Linked DNA regions of Ovis aries: region 1 is linked to region 2. A link is a contact called in public Hi-C data. All regions are on one chromosome and are shown on one strand. Each heading gives the region's core, a stretch centred on a gene start, on an enhancer-like site or on the middle of the called end of the contact. The rest is flanking DNA. Distances are from core to core; before and after follow the strand shown. Region 1 overlaps RTN4IP1 (reticulon 4 interacting protein 1). Region 2 holds the start of CD24 (CD24 molecule).

The links. A called contact is a pair of places that touch in the nucleus more often than the background predicts.
Region 1: a Hi-C map of skin fibroblasts shows a contact between it and region 2, with 3 times the contacts expected there. The contact joins the enhancer-like site here to the promoter of CD24 in region 2. A contact is called at or near these places in 12 of 16 Hi-C or Micro-C datasets (blood, hypothalamus, liver and 5 more).

The regions. Positions count from the first base shown.
Region 1 is chr8:30,641,638-30,648,125 of ARS-UI_Ramb_v3.0, reverse strand. All of the region lies in intron 4 of RTN4IP1 (reticulon 4 interacting protein 1), which reads right to left. Among named protein-coding and RNA genes, the nearest start is that of QRSL1, 25 kb to the right of the region's middle. Within about 2 kb of position 1,860, at least 4 of the 54 cell types and tissues checked have an H3K27ac peak or open chromatin away from gene starts, as enhancers often do.
Region 2 is chr8:30,319,815-30,326,073 of ARS-UI_Ramb_v3.0, reverse strand. It overlaps CD24 (CD24 molecule), which reads right to left and starts at 3,277. Exons shown (of 2, transcript XM_004011234.6): 1 at 3,129-3,277; 2 at 1-376. The coding sequence starts at 3,197. The coding sequence ends at 209.

The DNA.
Region 1 (6,488 bases), core at 611-3,110, 320 kb before region 2:
ATACTGCATTAGCTAAGGGGATACTGTTGAGAGAATTCATGAGAATTGTGGAGTGCCATATGGAGTGCACACTGGAAAAAAAAAATTTTTTTTTCTGAAGACTAAGTTGTAACTGCAGGCTGTGGGTCCCTCTTTGACTCAGCTGTTGGAAAGCGCAGGGAACTCTGTCACCTACCTCAAGCAGGGACACCCGATCTTGGAACAGACATTGTGTTTATAATCTTAACTCTACTTTTATTTTTTTCTCTCTTACCCAAATCACAGAAGGCTGACTGTCACCCTTTGGATCTTAGAAGTTACTGGTAATATTTTTCATTCAGCTACTCCTTTTGAAACTAACACCATCGAATGTAATTAAGACAAGTCTCTTTGGAAACGATACTCCTTTTAGAAGAGTTACTTTTAATTTCACAGAATTATAAATTGTAAAGAATAAAAAAAATTTAAAGATACACTCTTCCAAAAATCCTTCAATTCACACATTTAATAGCCTTAATGCTTCCTAAATGGTGGGGGGGGGGGGGAGACTGCTTCACAGATACATCCAACAATTAGTTCATCCATGGAATATTTTACCCTCTCATTTTGGAAATATAAGTTTGGTCAAACTCTCATTTAAGTTCTTCACAATCTTATCTTTTTGCAACTCTGATTTCCTCTCAACTACTTCTACAACAGACTCTCCACCTGAGCCTCCCTGGTCCCCTTGCCTGTACCCCAAGTCCCATGCATGCTGGCCCAGGTCTCAGGCTCTCAAATGCCTTCACTGCCTACTGAGATCTCCCTATCTGCAAAGGCTCACAGTTTGTGAACAATACCTCAGAGATAGCCCTGAGCCTGATGTCCACGCTGCGCGTGGCATCTCTTAACTTTCATTCATATGCTTGCTACCCAAGCCATTCTGCAAGCCTCAAGGACAGAGACTTATATATGCCCAGCACTAGCCGTACTACCCTCGGTATAGCAGATGCCTGATCCATGTTACTTGACTTTAAAATCATCGGACTTCCCTGGTGGTCCAGAGGTTAACAATCTGCCTGCCAACGCAGGGGACACAGGTTCAATCCCTGGTCCAGGAAGATTCCACATATCATGGGGCAATTAAGCCTGTGTGCCATAGCTACTGAGCCTGTGCTCCACAGTGAGAAGCTTGTGAATTGCAACTAGAGTAGCCTCCACTCTCCACAACTAGAGAAAGCCCGCGCTCAGCCATGAAAACCCAACACAGCCAAAAATAAAAATATAAATTATTTTTAAAAAATCATTTAAATCAGCATTATATCTGACAATTAACAACAACTGCTACTACCCTAAATGTGGGAGTCACCTGGCTATTTGAAAAATTGCATTAAAGTTTCTTCCAATAAAGAAAAGCTTGAAATGAATTTCTAGTTCTCGCCCTAAGAATGCTGGATTAAGAGGATACCAAGTACAATGGCTTCCCTTGTGGTTCAGTCGGTGAAGAATCTGCCTGCAATGCTGGACACCTGGGTTCGATCCCTGGGTTGGGAAGATCCCCTGGAGAAGGAAAAGGCTACCCACTCCAGTATTCTGGCCTGGAGAATTCCACAGACCGTAGAGGCCATGGGGTCACAAAGAGTTGGGACACGACTGAGCGACTTTTACACACACACACACACAAATACAATGGCTGCTCAGGGAACCAATGGCCGGACACATCTCCAGCCTCACTGCTCTTAGATCATAGCTTCCCCCCCCCCCCCCCCCCCATACCTCTTAATCCAAAACAGTCTCACTCCTCCATATAAAAAAGCAAAACCGTGTTTCTCAGTGGTGCTTGGTGGAAGAGGGTGTGGTTCTGCGTTAGCAGCTTCAGTTCCTGATACTGCCACTTGATGGCGCCCGTGAGCGCAGAACAGGCAAAGAACAAGCCCAATTGCTACAGACCAATGGTCTCTGTGTGAAGCGGCCTGGGGACACACCATTCTCTGGTCCTGCTAGCTCCATGTTTTGTGCAGGCTGAACCAGGGCCTGTACTTTTCTTTAAACAAGGAAAGTCCTCAGATTGGAAAGCAGGCAAATTTATTTTCAAGCCAACAGTAAGTCAGCTAGTACTCTGTGGTTTGAAGCCCTACAACTGAACAAACTCTTCTTGTACTCTTCAAAGCACTTTCAATAAAAAGGGAAAATCCTGCTGTCCCTTATCCCCAGCAGCCCTTCACTTCAGTGCTATAGAGTGGGAGTACTTTCTACCCAGCTGCAGTAATAGTCACCAGAACACTGAGACTTCAGCTGCAGTAACAGCCACAAGATACATTCAGACTTCACTGAAGCAGAAGCCCATTTGTCATGGTAAAGAAAAGTGTGCTTGTATTGCTTGTTGGTTTATAAGCAGCAAGTACCCAGGAAATATACTCTTTGCAAAAAGCACTACAATTCAAAATTGCCAATAATTTCAATCACATTCCTCTCTTACTAAGTCCATTTGCCCAGCTTCTTTTGAAGTCAGTGGGAACTGAACTGTGGCAAATATAAAAATATGGGGGAAGAAAATATGAATAATTATTAAGCTTCTAATGCACTTTAAACCCTAGATTCTCATTTTCCTCTGTCATTTCTGCCCATCTTTCTGCCCTCCCTAAACATACGTTGAGGCACTAAGGCAATGCCAACTTCTTTACGTGACCGAGTCACTCTATTCAGCATCTGGGCACCTAAGGCCTCTACAGTCACATTTTCAGTATCACAACCTTACAAGACATGGCATCCACACCCTAATTGCCTTACAAATAAAAAATACATGAAACACACTACAAAACAGCAGGCGATCCAGAAGTAGGGAATTGCCTTTCAAATTTCTATATTCTGGCCTAAGCCCCAGAAGTCTTCAAATGCCAGGGTGGGGTATCTAGAGACCCGGGGTCAAGTCCCCATGCTCTCATTAACTGAATCTCTAGGCCTCAGATGCATCTGCAGTGAACGATAATCACAGAGGTGTACTCCAGGAGTTAATGAATAAGAACTGGCATTTTCAATCTAAGTTAAGCTTATATTTAGTTTCTTCACCTTTCTAACAGAGAACTATATGATCGTCACGACTGCTCTCCCCAGACCACATACTTGTCATAATGCAAATAAAAATAAAAGTCACATCACGAGAGCAGAGTACCCTTCATTAAATCCTAATGGCTCGGAAACAGAGCTGATTTAAATATGGCTAAATCTTCCATCCGTAGAAACAAGAGGTCTTTAAAAAAATAAGGATGAGACTGAAAACACATAAACTCTTTTTAGTTTGACCCAGAACTCTTAAATCTGGGGGGCGGGGGCAAATGGGTGAAAGAAAGCGTATCATAATATGCTAAATTTATTCCCTTAAGTAAGTGAGAAACAACTTGAATAAGGAAAAAAGAGCTACAAAACAAATCAACCAAGCACGACCAAGACAGTCTGGGTTTGTGTGTCCCCTCCTTCCAAGCCTCCCTAATTCATGCAGACATTCCCCAACTTACAGAAGAGTTCATGTGTAAATTAGCTGTTTGGAACTTTAAACACATTTTCCCATGAAAACAAAGCTACTTATACATCTTGGCAAGATGCCCAGGGTAGCCCTTTAAAAAGGTTTAGTTAACCCCATAATGGACCAAAAACCTCATAACAATGGTTCTATGAGACGTGTATTCAGAATTTCAAATGTGTGTACTGGGAACACAGCTCCCCAAACAGGACAGGCATTGGGAACCGTCCCAAGACATTGATTCCTTCCATCTGGTGCCAAACAGAAGGAGTAAGATGGAGGGAAGGATCGTTTGGGGTGGCGCCACGAGAATGGTTGAGAGGAGGATCTTCCCTGGAACTCACAGGGTTCAGGACATGCCGCCCCCAAACACAGCACCTTGGCAGATTGAATATTTTACGCTGAAGGAATGTGAGAAATAGCAAATGCGGGAAGGACTCTCTGACCTTCTTCAATGAAGCTGGCCACAAGACCCTCGGTAGAGGTTTGCACCCTGTGCCCAGGGGAAAACAGCATCTGATCTCCAGAACCAGATGAAGTGGGGAGCCAGAAAAAACTGGCCTTGCGGAGTTTTCTCATTTTACTACATGTAGCACATATATTTGTCCTAGAACATTTTCTCTACTCTGGAAAGGTAGCACAAAAGTGCCCAGGTGTAAAAATCGAAACAGACATACAGAGAGCAAACGGGTCTCAGTAATTACCAGGTTCAAGCCCTGGGTCAGGAAGATCCCCTGGAGAAGGAAACGGCAACCCACTCCAATATTCTTGCCTGGAGAATTCCATGGACAGGAGTCCATGGGGTTGCAAAGAATCAGACACCACTGAGTGACTAACACTTTCACTTTCAAGGGAACAAAAGAATACAGAAATAACTCTTATCAGGCAAGAAAGGTAACAGCAGCAAGAAAGTGAAAGTGAAGTTTCTCAGTCCTGTCCTACTCTTTGCGATCCCATGGACTGTAGCCCACCAGGCTCCTCCACCCCTGCAATTTTCTAGGCAAGAATACTGGAGTGGGTTGCCATTTCCTTCTCCAGGGGATCTTCCCAACACAGGGATTGAACCTGGGTCTCCCCCATTCTGGGCAGACGCTTTATCACCTGAGCCACCAGGGGAATCCCATGGAATAACAGCAAAGATAATGTCAACTGCTGTTGTTGTTTACAATGTCATAGGTAAAGACTCCCAGTTGTTTCAGTGATAAAGATTAGCCCAAAGAGCTTAACTACCACAGGATGAGATGGCTGGATGGCATCAGTGACACAATGGACATGAGTTTGAGCATGCTCCGGGAGTTGGTGATGGACAGGGAAGCCTGGCATGCTGCAGTCCATGGGGTCACAAAAGTAGGTCATGACTGAGCGACTGAACTGAAGGAATGATGATATCGACCTTTTCTGGCTCTTGTGATCGTACTCAATCAGGGCTTCCAAGGCCAAGTCACTACATGAATATGCACATTCTCTTAGCTTAAAACTTTTCCAAAACTTTTCCAATTTTGTTTGTGATCAGTTCACCTCAGTTCAGTTCAGCTGCTCAGTCTTGTCTGATTCTTTGCAACCCTATGGACCCTAGCATGCCAGGCCTCCGTCCATCACCAACTCCCAACTTTACTCAAACTCATGTCCATTGACTCGGTGATACCATCCAACCATCTCATCCTCTGTTGTCCCCTTATCCTCTTGCCTTCAATCTTTCCCAGAATAGGAGTCTTTTCAAATGAGTCAGCTCTTTGCATCAGGTGGCCAAAGTATTGGAGTTTCAGCTTCAACATCAGTCCTTCCAATAGACACTCAAGACCAATCTCCTTTAGGATGGACTGATTAGATCTCCTTGCAGTTCAACGGACTCCCAAGAGCCTTCTTCAACACCACAGTTCAAAAGAATCAACTCTTTGGTGCTCAGCTTTCTTTACAGTCAAACTCTCACATCCATACATGACTTATGGAAAAACCATAGCCTCGACTAGACAGACCTTTGTTGGCAAAGTAACATCTCTGCTTTTTAATATGCTATCTAGGTTGGTCATAATTTCCTTCCAAAGAGTAAGTGTCTTTTAATTTCATGGCTGCAGTCACCATCTGTAGTGATTTTGGAGCCCCCCAAAATAAAGTCTGTCACTGTTTTCACCGTTTCCCTACCTATTTGCCATGAAGTGATGGGACCAGACGCCATGATCTTAGTTTTCTGAATGCTGAGCTTTAAACCAACAGTTTCCACTCTCCTCTTTCACTTTCATCAAAGGTTCTTCTTCATTTTCTGCCATAAGGGTGGTGTCATCTGCATATCTGAGGTTATTGATCTCTTCCAGCAATCTTAATTCCAGCTTGTGCTTCATCCAGCCCAGAATTTCTCATGATGTACTCTGCATATAAGTTAAATTAGCAGGGTGACAATATACAGCCTTGACATATTCCTTTCCCTATTTGGAACTAGTCTGTTGTTCCATGTCCAGTTCTAACTGTTGCTTACTGACCTGCATATAGGTTTCTCAAGAGGCAGGTCAGGTGGTCTGGTATTCCCATCTCAGAATTTTCCACAGTTTGTTGTGATCCACTCAATCAAAGCTTTGGCATAGTCAATAAGGCAGAAATAGATGTTTTCTGGAACTCTCTTGCTTTTTCAATGATCCATCAGATGTTGGCAATTTGATCTCTGGTTCCTCTGCCTTTTCTAAAACCAGCCTGAACATCAGGAAGTTCACAGTCCACATATTGTTGAAACTTGGCTTGGAGAATTTTGAGCATTACTTTACTAGTGTGTGAGATGAGTGCAATAGTGTGGTGGTTTGAGCATTCTTTGGCACTAAGATATGCAAATGACACCACCCTTATAGCAGAAAGTGAAGAGAAACTAAAGAGCCTCTTGATGAAAGTGAAAGAGGAGAGTGAAAAAGTTGGCTTAAAGCTCAACATTCGGAAAACGAAGATCATGGCATTTGGTCCCATCACTTCATGGGAAATAGATGGGAAACAGTGGAAACAGTGGCAGACTTTATTTTGGGGGGCT
Region 2 (6,259 bases), core at 2,028-4,527:
TCATCTAGTCAAACCCTTCACATGCTCTTCAAACAAATTTGGGATCCTCAATAATTTCTGTCAATTAAATAAGGTGTGGAGTTAGCAGATTTATTCAATGAAGATTTCTTTTTCTTTTTTTTTTTCCTTTGTCACACAGGATGTATAGATGCCATTTGAACTGGATTTAGAAGATGGTGAAGTACAGATGTTTCTTCGCCTGAGTCTCTTAACAGTAGAGATGTAGAAGGGAGACCGAGATCACAAAGAGACTGGCTGTTGACTGCAGAGTACCATCGCTTGCCTTGGTGGTGGCATTGGCTGGATGAGGGGCAGGTGAGGTAGTCTGGGAGGAGTTACTTGAAGGTGTTACAACGGTTGTTTGATTTGAGTAAGTCTAAAATATATAAGAAGTCACACTGATCAATTTCCACATTACAGTTGTCTCTCCACATACATTTAATATGCCATTAAGATAGATGATACAGTCTGAGGTTTTTTCCCGTTATTCCCTTACCCACATCATTTCATTCTGAATTTCTTAGTCCCACCAAGATCCTTCAGTTTCAGAAACAACTACCTAGTGATGACTAATGACTGCAAGTAACAGTAACTAAAAAAAGCAAACAAAAATGTTCTTCAGTAACTATGTAACTCCAAGTGTATGACTTGACCCTTAATTCTTTATTAAGTAATAAGGAACCAAGGTACCTAACCCACTTTCTGTGATTATACTGACTTACTGGTGTTACAAATAGGCTTCTTCTACTTTCTCAAGAAGGGGGAGATTTTAAAGTTGCACTAATAATTTGGATTTTAAAACACGGTAATTCGAGACATATGTTTTGAGAATTGAATGTCTTCATGAATTCGCTGGGTAACTTTCACCTACCTGTTTAGTACAACTTTGCATTAAACTTAAGGGGCCCTGGGTATCTTATCTGCTCCTTTGAAGTCTGGAAATCATATACAGCCCTTCTCAAAAATGGCCACAATATTTGTCTTAAGTTGAAAAATATAACGAGCCTCTGCCTTAAGGCAAAATGATCTCACCCAAAGCATCATAAAGTCGGAATGACTTCACAACAGATGAGAAGGTTTGATGTTGTTTTCACAAGCAGCAGCCCTCCTGCCTGGTCACTAAGCCCAGCACTGTGGCCAAGGACCAAGGTCCCCCAGCACCCCAGTGCCTGAGTGGCATCATTCACCACACTATTTTTCAAGTCATAAAATGCACAGTCCAGCAGGGCACATGGTAATCTCTCCTTTGTCAGGGAACAAAGGCAGATGGGAGATTTCAGCTCTCACTGCAAGAGAGGGTTTTAAAGGGCTTCTGATTACAGCCGGGACAAGAACCTGGCACCAAGCAGGTCTGGGCCACATGTATGTTTGGCTACCTATTAATTCAAAGATAAAACCATGTTATCCTTTGTTGTAAATCCATAGAAAACCCAGCTTCTTTTGTTGTAAAACCCATAAGGACATTCAGCAAACATCGACTAGAAATTTTATAAAGCCTATCTAAAATAGACTAATTTTAAAAATCTCAATAAAATCAAATATATTTGGCACCTACCCAAAAGAGTATGCTACCAAGAAGAAAAGCACTCCCAGTAAAAGGAAAGCATTAATAATATAGGGAACAATATAAAACAGGGCTCCTTATTTGGGGGCAAGACCTGATTTGGGATCCCTGAAGGTAATCTCTTATCCAACAAAGCCTTGGTGCATCAGGTGAGTTTAAAAAAAAAACAAACCTGAGCCCAGTGCATCCATAGGAGAATCAAAGGGTCCTCTACACCAACGAAAAAAACTATGTTAATATATGAAATTGACAGTAAACATAAATTTCCCTACTAAGCTACCAAAGATTTATTTGCTTAACCTCAAACCCTCTGAAATTTAGGGGTATGGGACTGAATCTGGCTGGGAAAGGAGACGAGGCGGGGTGGGAGAGACCAGCTTTTCCAGTGGCCACGCCCCTCCCCCACCGAGGAATCGAGAAAGGCTCGGGAGAGCAGCCGACCCGCAAAACAATAGGGTACAGTTACCCGGTCCGCGGAGCGGAAGACGAGGAGCGCTCCTCTCTCAGGCTGCGCTCCCAGGTAAGCCCGGCGGCTGGATGTCTGGGGACCTGGCGCACCCAACTTTTTCGGAAGAAGTGCCCAGGGGACCCTCCTCAGAAAGCCCCAACGGAAGGCGATGGAGACCCCACCGCTGGGGCACCCCTACCTACCCTCCAAGTCCAAGCTACCGGAGACAAATGCCCCTTCTTGCCCTCCCAGCGCCCCCCACCTTCGGTCTCTCAGGCTCAGCCGCCGCTGGCCTCCCTCGCGGCCGCCGCGCACCCACCCGCCCGACACCGTGGGCAAGACGTGTTCCCGGGACAGAGGATCTGAGGAGGCCGCGGGGACAGGGACAAAGCCTGGCGGGGACTCGGGACCCAAATGTCCCATCGGCCGCCTGTCCAGAGAGAGCCAATCTGGCTAACAGAGGGTTCCGTTGGTGACCTGTAAGGTCGTGCCCAGGAGAGCACAGGGTCAGGAGAGGGTCCCCCCTAGACTTCAGCCCCGAACACGCGGGACTGAGGTGGGTTAACAGGGTCAGTGAATGGGGCTTGCTCGGGATCCACGAACTAGCTCTGAGTGGAGGATGGGCGAGAGCTGCGCCCCCCGAGGGGGATCTTCTTCTCTCTTTGTGTGATGCGCTAGGGGACGCGAAGACACTCGTACAGGGAAGCGGGGCGCTCGTGGGATCCGGGGACGACCTCCCCAAAGGGCCTGAGGTCTCTGGGTGCTCCAGGGGTGGGGGGCGCATTTTCTCCCGCTCTGCGTGAAAGCGGGCGGTGGGCGTCAGGCAGCCTGTGAAGGGCTGTGCGAAACCTGGGGTGGGGCAAGGTCCTCCTAGCCCACGCGTGGAGGTGCTTTGTTCTCGGGGCTGCCGAAAGGGTGGGGACAGCCTGCCAGGAAGTGGAAAGTGGGCTCCAAATTGCCGCCCCCTCTCGCCCCAGATCAGATTGTACTAGATTCTCTCTCCTAGTTCGGATCCACAACCGAAGGTGGGGGCGCAGACCGTTCCCTGGGGGCGGTCCCACCCGCCTCGGGCGCGGCCCCTGAGCCCCTGAGCCTCGCCGGGCGCCAGGACCTCACCTGCGTAGGTAAGAGCAGCGCCAGAAGCAGCAGCCCCAGTCCGAGCCTGGCTACGATCGCTCTCCCCATGTCCGCTCCGTCGGTGCGCAGCGCGTCTCGCTGGATTGCAGGGTGCCGAAGGACCGCTGGCGGGGTGCAGGCAAGGTGGGGAGCGCGGCCGGCGGGCGGGACCTTATATACCGGGCCAGCCACAATAGCCGTGACGTGGCGCCGCCCGCCCACCCGCGCTCCCCTCCTCCACCGCCGCCCCCAGCGCGCGCCCGCCGGCCGCCTCCCCTCCTCTCTGCCTCCCGGCCCCCGCTGGGTTCGCAGCGCCCTCTCCCTCCGCCGGCCCGGAGACCCCGGGGCGGCAGGTGGGCGGCCGGCGCCGCCGGCTCCCGGAGGGATGCTTTATGTTTTCCCCGGGCGGGCAGTGTGCAGGCTGGCGCAGGCCGCCCAGTGACTCCCACACAGGACCCGGGGCGAACTCGTGAGCCGCACACTCCGCTCCCAGGCCCGTGCCCAAGTTTCCTTTGTTTTCCCGGACCTGCCATCTTATCCCCCCAAAAGAAAAGTCTTCAGCCTCCCGCGCAACGCGCGGCCTCCAGTCCCGGCTCTAGCTGCTGCGCGGACCCCGACTTGGGTTTTCTCAAATCTCCGCCCCGTAGGAAAGGGGAATTTTCGCGCTTTGTGGGTGTCCCGGACCTGGCAAGGGGCACCGGGCGCCGGCAGGCGCGCGCCCTTCCCAGGCTGGCGGGTCGGGCTCGCAGGCGGCGCCCGCGCTCGGAGCACCGCGTGTGCTCTGCCCCTGGCTGGTCGCGCCCTCCCTTCCCCCCCCGCCACTCGCTTTGTTTTTGGAGCTCCTGGTGCTCGCCGGGCTGTGAGGGTTCCCTGGGGCATCCCACGTCCGCATCCTCCCGAGAGGTGGGGAGCCGCCCACCGGGGGCAGACTCGCTGCCCCGACACTGGCGACAACTGAGTTTTGGTTCTCGGCGCTCCTCCCTGCCGCCGCTGGCGGACAGGGGCGAAGAGACCGTGACCTGCCCTGACGGATGGTCCCCCTCCCCAGCCCTAAAGGCCCCTTCAGCCCTCCCCACGTGGCTTTGCTACTAGGTCCCACCCAGGGAGCGGGAACCTCCCTGGCGGTCCCTCTAGAATTCGCTGCCCCAGTGGAATTCCTGGGGACAGGCTTTTTTGGCCTCTGTTGCAACGCACTTGCTCGTTGTTATCTGTTTAAAGAGCAAAAGCTTTGGGGATAAGGCTATTACTTTTCCACAGCTGCCATTAGGCAGTTTAATGAACTGGCGCCTGTAGGAAATTAGTCCTTATTCTGCAGATTTGAGTAGAATATATTTTCCAACCATCCTACTGTGAAAACTTTCAGGCATACAGTGAAAAGTAGAAACTATTTTACTGGTGGACGTTTTAAATTTTAATTTGTAATTACGTTACTTAATCTTTTTTATTTAAAGTTTGCCCGACTGTTTTCCGGTCTTGGAAGCAGAGTCCAAACACAGTAAAGCTATTGTTGGTTAGTGGCTCAGTGCTGTCCGACTCTTTGCAACCCCATGGACTGTAGCTCGCCAGGCTCCTCTGTCCATGGGATTTTCTGGCAAGAATACTTAGGTGGGTTGCCCATTCCACCTCCAGGGGATCTTCCCGACCCAGGGATGAAACCGCATCTCCTGCTTGGCAGGCAGATTCTTTATGGCTGAGCCACCGGGAAGCAGTATGGCTGTAAATGTATTTAACTGGTACTTTTGCAGAACAGCCTAGTTAAACAAGGTTTGTTTTATGGGAGCAGAGTAGAAATGGAATCCACAGTAGCCTGTCTGTGACTGAATGGGCTTGTGCCCTACTGGCCAGTCACTTTAACTCAGTAACTTTCCACTTTAGTACATACTTGGGAACACAGGAATTTCTGTCCTGCACCAGCGGACTTTCCTGTTTTACAGTGTTATCACACTGTTTAGAAATAACCTGGTCTTTTCCAGGGCATGAATGGGCTGTGGCCCAGAAGTGCCTAGTCCCAAGGAAGGTCCCGTAAGTTCTTCAGAGAATGCTTGTTGAGCTAAATGGTGGTATTCACAGGATACATTAATTATTTTGTCCTTCATCTTCTTTTCCTATTCCTTCTTTCCTCCTCCTTCCTCCTCGTTACTGATTTCAAGAGATGAACTAATGGAGTGCTGAAGAAAAGACTCTAGAGCCAGCTCTCCTTGGTCCAAATCCTGGTTGTGCTACTTCTACCTGAGGCAAAAAGCCTCAGTTTCTTCATCTTTAAATTGGAGATAATGGAGACATTATTAAATTTATTAAAGGGTTATTGTGGGACTTGCCTAGCAGTCCCATGGCTAAGCCTCCACACTGCCAGTGCAGGAGGCCCAAGTTCAATTCCTAGTTAGGGAACTAGATCCCACATGCCCCAACTGGGAGTTCTCATGCCACGACTAAAAGATCCTGAGTGCCGCAACTAACAATCCCACATACCAGAACGAAGATCAAACTCCCATGTGCCGCAGCCAAAACCTGGCCCAGCCAAATCAATAAATAAATATTGAAGGGTTAGAACAGAGCCTGTCTTACACCGGGAGCTCTCAGGTAATGTTTGCTCCTGCCCTGAAGGTCCCAGGCACCTTCTTTGCTGCTGTATGATTCATGAAAGACATACCAAGCACCAAGAAGTACTTAAATCTGGCAAGGCGCCTCATCACCAGTTAATGATTACGCACAATTCACAAAGCCTTGAGCTGACATGTACATTTAGCAGGGTGCCTGGCACATAGTAAGGACTCACTAAGCTGCCACCTCTACTGCTCTAGGATCTAGTCATCATAATGTGGCTTTTGAAATCTTTCATTTGTTTAGCAATTTCTCTTTTTTTCAGCATCTTTGCAGGTGGTATTTTCTATGGGCACCTATGAGGTCAGTAAGGCAAACTTCATTTCTGAGGCACAGAGAAGTTAAGTTACTTACCCACAGCCACATAGCCAGTTTATAGTGCCTCACCTAAAGCCAGAACCAAGGTTTCCTGACCCAGGTCCCAAGTGTTTTCTGAGAGGCCCATCTCCCTTACCCCACATTCTCTTCGTTGAGCACTCAATCAATATTTACTGGCTGAATAGGGTAATATTAAGGGAGCAGATTAATTT